2 separate regions of the Manis pentadactyla genome follow, and region 1 is linked to region 2. The links are chromatin contacts, called in public Hi-C maps. All regions are on one chromosome and are shown on one strand. Each heading gives the region's core, a stretch centred on a gene start, on an enhancer-like site or on the middle of the called end of the contact. The rest is flanking DNA. Distances are from core to core; before and after follow the strand shown.

Evidence for each region. A called contact is a pair of places that touch in the nucleus more often than the background predicts.
Region 1: a contact with region 2 is called in a Hi-C map of skin fibroblasts, with 4 times the contacts expected there. The contact joins the promoter of CEP44 here to the promoter of HMGB2 in region 2. A contact is called at or near these places in 2 of 3 Hi-C or Micro-C datasets (blood and skin fibroblasts).

The regions. Positions count from the first base shown.
Region 1 is chr1:4,562,098-4,564,797 of mManPen7.hap1, reverse strand. It overlaps CEP44 (centrosomal protein 44), which reads right to left and starts at 1,326. Exons shown (of 10, transcript XM_057503724.1): 1 at 1,134-1,326. FBXO8 (F-box protein 8) reads left to right here and starts at 1,342. Exons shown (of 6, transcript XM_036889174.2): 1 at 1,342-1,559.
Region 2 is chr1:3,861,927-3,864,626 of mManPen7.hap1, reverse strand. HMGB2 (high mobility group box 2) reads left to right here and starts at 1,413. Exons shown (of 5, transcript XM_036889156.2): 1 at 1,413-1,571; 2 at 1,839-1,997; 3 at 2,105-2,250; 4 at 2,324-2,498. The coding sequence starts at 1,848.

The DNA.
Region 1 (2,700 bases), core at 77-2,576, 700 kb before region 2:
CAGCACAGATTCAATCGCTAAGATCAATATGGCTTCCTATCTTCCTACAGGGTTCTCTCTACAAGTCAGATCTGCCCATCCGAATTTATTACGGGACACTTCCTGAAAACGGTATAGAGTACCATCTAATATATAAGATTTTTAATTTAGCTCAGTCTCACTGCTTTAGAGGTCATTAAGTGATGCCTCGGAACGGAATGCCACTGAACTCAAAGTGATTTGAGTTTAGAATAAAGCAATTACACTGACTGGAACGATTATGGTGAACGGCTGAAAGTTTGAATAGCTCCTAACGCTAGATGTTATCTAAAACTATTTATTAAAAATAAAACCGCGTAGAGATGAGGTTAAGTTCATGAAACTTCCCGCAAAAGTTACTAGGGAAATTCTGCGCTAGGAGGAAGGAAGAAAGGTCTAGGAAAGGGAAAACACAGAAAACTGTGGAGGAAACAAAGGGACTGCTGTGTTCACATACAAAACTGTTAAAAGGTTTGCGGATAATTTCAGAAAAACAGCCTAGGATAGCCATCATTGCAAAGGCCAAGACTGATTTTTCCATAGTGAGGAAAAAAGCAAGGGTCGTCTAGGAAGGTGGGGACATACTGAAACACCGGGAAAAAACACCGACAGCTACTTGGATCTTTTCCTCCCAGGCAGCTCCAAGCCCAGAGGATCCGGCGGGAGGAACAGTCCGTCTGCGAGTCCCCAGCCCTAAACTCCGACCCTGTCTCCAAGGAGGAGCGGCCACGATTCTTCCTACTTCGGTGGTGTCACAGGATAACTGGGTGTAGAAGCAGGGCCGACCGAGGCTCCCCTCGCTCCAGCCGATGTAAACACTAAAAGGGCAGATCTGGTCGGGGCTCCCGCGGGGCCGCCTGGCCGGCAGCGGAGCGACAAGCCCCGGCCCAGCGCAGCAGCGGCTCGGAAGGGCCCCGGCCGCCCAGCGCCACGGACGCCCCCGGAGCCCGCCTGCGGCACCCAGGCCCGGCGCCCGCCGCGTCGCCCGTTTGTGCTCGGAACGGCCGGTGCCAGCGCGCCGAGCCCCGCCGCCGGACCCCAGCGGCCCCCGCCCGCGCCCCGCGACTCCCCGCGGCAGATTCCGCACCACGTGCGTCCGGCCGGCGGAGACCCACCCCGCTGAGTGTCCGCTCCAAGGCCGGTCCCGGCCCAAGGCCGAGCGGTAGGCTGCCGAGGCCGGGGGATGCAGAGGGGCGCGGGCCGCAGACGGAGAAGCTGGGCGCCTCTGGCGAATCGTACACGCGGGGATAAAAATGCTTCCCCTTTAAGCTCCGAACCCGAACGTCACTTCCGGCAACAATAGGAAACGTCAAGAGCGGGACCGTCGGCTGCTCGGGCTGCCGCGGCTCGGGGAGCGCAGAGTCCCGAGGGCTCTGGGGTCCTCGTCGCCGTCACCTCCACCGGCGTGAACAAGTGAGGTCTGAGCCGGCTTCTCCATGGCCTGCGCACCAGTTCCCGGCTGAGTCATTTTCTTTTTGGCACAAAGTCCCCGCCCAGAGGCCGAGTCGTCGCGGCGGCGGTGGGGATCGCAGGTCGCTCAGGTACAAGCGTCAGCCCCGATATTTCAGCGTTCTTGCCCCCTTTCTCTGCACAGCCCCCCTATTCCTTACGGAAATTGAGACAACCGGGGCCGGCCTGGGGGGCAGAAACTTGCCAACCAGCCCGACTTTGGGGCCAATGACAGTGCAGAGCATCTTGAGTGACAGCGGTGGCGGCTTATTAAAATGAGGCATGCTCGTCAAGAGGCGGGAGTAGGTGTGTGCCTGTGTTTCTAGGCCAGTGGGCTATAAGGTCAGCTTGGGACCCCAGGTGGCGACCCGGCTTCGTTCTGCAATAAAGCCGGGAAACAGCAAGGATTGCTCTTTTCTAGCCCAAGTGTTGCTTTTCAAGTAGAGTGGAAGTTTTTTTTTTTCTTTTTTGGGGGGAAGGAGGAATCGGTAGACACAGTTTTCTGTTCTTTACGTACTTTCCAGTAATATGAAAGCAAACGTACAGGTAGGGTCACGATGGACTGCCAGTTGCTTCAGCTGTCAAGCTTTGGTTATAAATTTGGCAAGTTCTTAATTTCCTGTCTCTTGTTTGTTTCTCTGTGACTGGGCTCTAGTGTTTTACATGGTGGGTGCTCAATTAAATATTACCAATTGGGTGAAATTATGTACATGAATCCCAGTGTGTTCGTTTTATTTTTAAATGTGTTCGTTTTATTTTTAGGCTCTGTATGTATTTGGTAATATAATGGTTGAATCTACTTGGTTCAACAAGTAGAATTTTTATTTTCAAGGATCCTAGGTGTTTCTCTCCAAATCAGTGCATCATGACCTTTATTACCGCAAAGTGAAGCTAATTTATATTTTCAGTTTCGGTTTTCCTTCTCTGACGTCTAATGTTTGGAGTTCGGTAACCGTATTTCTGACGGTTGGGAGGCCCGAGTTCTCCCCACATGGGCTTCTCGGTAGGGCCGCCTCCCAGTATGGCAGCCGGCTTCCCCTAGGGTGAGCAGATAAATAAGAGAGAGCACCCAAGACGCCATAGTCTTTGTAATCTAATCTCAGAAGTGGGATCCCATCAGTACTGCCCTGTTGTAGTTGTTAGAAGTGAGTCAGTAAGTCCAACCCAAAATCAGTGTGGAGCGGGTTATGCAAGGGCAGGAGTCCCAGGATGCCAGGATCCTTGCGGGCCGTC
Region 2 (2,700 bases), core at 164-2,663:
GAGTAAAGGATGGAATTTGGTATGGGCACTGCTAGTTCCCTCTCAATGCCATCAGGGAAGGATCTATTCCAGGCCTCTCTCTCGGGCTTGTAGGTGGCCAACTTCTCCATGTCCTTTCACATCCTCTGACCCCTATGCCTGTCTGTGTCCAAATGCCCCCTTTTTATAAGGGCACCATCCATACTGGGTTGGGGCCACCCAACTCCTAGACGATCTCATCTTAACTAATTACATCTGCAATGACCCTGTTCTCAAATAAGGTCACCGTTACAGTTGTGCTGTAAAAACACACAAAAATCCAAATTGACAAAATAACTCATATTACATTATTCGAAAATGAGCAGATCACTATTGCACTACGCTTTAAAAATCTATTTTTAAATTTAGCGGCATTAGAACCTACACAACGTTGGGCAACCAATACCCATGTCCAAGTTACACATTTTTAAAAATCCAGATTTACGAATAATTAGTAAATCTAGATAAAAAGCTGTTGGTTGTGAGTTACCTTTGACTGTGTTTACCGTTCGTAAACCAAACACGAACACATGCCAGCGAACTTCCTGGGGACCTAAGACAGAAGATTCAGAAGTCGGCTGAGACCAACCGCCGGCGCACCGCGGGGCCGACCGGGGACGGGCAGCGCGCTGCGGGCCCAGGGGGACCGTGCGGCGCGGCTCTCACGGCCCGTGGTGGCCTCGGGGACGCCGACATGGGCCTCAAGGGCGACTGCGGGGCCGGCGGGACGTGGGGAGCAGCCGGCAGGCCCCACAGCGGCGCGGCCTCGGCCCGGGCCGGGAGGGAGCGGCGGGCCAGCCAGTCTGCCGCCCGGGGTGGGGCCCTAGACGCGGCATGAGGCGGGCCGCGCTGAGGCCCTTTCCTCACACCCCACCGCCTCTGCGGCTTCCATCGGCCTCCGCGGGGTCGGCGCCCCGGCCGCTCCCCCTGTGCTTCTCTGCGCTTGCCTCCGCGGGGTAACCACGGCTCCCGGGCGGCGCTCCGCTGGGCCGAGGCTCGAGGAGGGGCGGCAAGCGGCCCGTCACCTCGCGGCCGGGAGACCGCGCTACCGCCACCCAGACCCTACGGTGGTATTTTTAAAGCTGGCGGGGCTTCCCTAGTCGGGCCGGCCACGCCCCCCCGCCGGCCGTCCAGGCCAGTCAGCGTCAGGCCCGCCATTTTTCAAACTCTTTTCCCGCCGCCAATCAGGGCCGAGCAGTGCATTCCTCTCCTGACCGGTTCTAACGGGTCTGGGAGTTAACGACCTGCGAGACCCACCGAACCTGCTAGGCTGGGGCTCGGGAGCCGGGCGTGGCGAGACGCCGGCCAATAGGAAGCCCCCGTGGCTAGGAGGCGCGGCCTCGCGAAGTTTGAATAACCACCAGAGCCAATCCGAGAGGCGGGGGTGTGGCCTGCGGCCCGTCTTGTCAAGCTGCCGTGGCGCGGAGAACTCTGCAAAACAAGAGGCTGAGGGTTGCGTCCTCGACAAACCATTTCACGCCGGAGCGGCGGGAGGGAAGCGTGTTTGGGGCATCCGGCCGCTCCGCGGGGCTCTGAGGAAAAGCCGCCACCAGGCAAGCGGCCCCTCCGGCCGCTCGGGTCGCGGGCCGGCCGCTCCCGCTTCCCCGCGGCCTTGTACGGGGCTCGGCGGAGGGCGGGCCCGGGGAGGGCGGGCGGCCGGGCCGCGGGGCGGCAGCCGCGCGGCGGGGGAGCGTTTCTGTCGGGAGGGCCCGCGGGGCCGGGGAGGCGGCGCCGGGACGAGCGGCGCCTGGGCCGCGGGGCGGCGGCGGCTTTGCGCGGGAAGCGGCCTCCGGCGCCCGCCCACCGGCTCCTCCCGCCAGGCCGCCGCCATGGCAAAGGGGGACCCCAACAAGCCGCGGGGCAAGATGTCCTCGTACGCGTTCTTCGTGCAGACGTGCCGGGAGGAGCACAAGAAGAAGCACCCGGACTCCTCCGTCAACTTCGCCGAGTTCTCCAAGAAGTGCTCGGAGAGGTGGAAGGTGAGGGGGCGGGCGGCGGGGCCCCGCGGGCGCCCCTGGACCCCGCTGGCCGCCGCGGCCTGCGGCTCACGCCCCGCCGCGGCCGTCCGGCCCCTCCCCGCCCGCAGACCATGTCGGCCAAGGAGAAGGCCAAGTTCGAGGACATGGCGCGGAGCGACAAGGCCCGCTACGACCGGGAGATGAAGAGCTACGTGCCCCCCAAGGGCGACAAGAGAGGGCGGAAGAAGGACCCCAACGCGCCCAAGAGGCCCCCGTGAGTGCCGCCCGAGGCCGGTCCCGCCGCCCCGCGGCCGCCCGTCCCCCCGTTAACACGCCGCCCCTTCCAGGTCCGCCTTCTTCCTGTTCTGCTCCGAGCACCGCCCGAAGATCAAGAGCGAGCACCCGGGCCTGTCCATCGGCGACACCGCGAAGAAGCTGGGCGAGCTGTGGTCCGAGCAGTCGGCCAAGGACAAGCAGCCGTACGAGCAGCGGGCGGCGAAGCTGAAGGAGAAGTACGAGAAGGTACGCGGCGCCCGGCCGTGCGTGTGCGAGGGGGCGGCCCCGCGGAACCGGGCGGCCCGGGGCCTCAGCTGGGTTCGGAAGGCCTGGTGGGCACTGGGCGCGGAGCGGCGCGGCGCGGGCAGCCTTCGACTGCCAGCAGCGGGGGCGGGTCCCGGGCCCAGCCGCGATGCGCAGTCACGTGGGCCGCGGGCTCGGGAAAGCC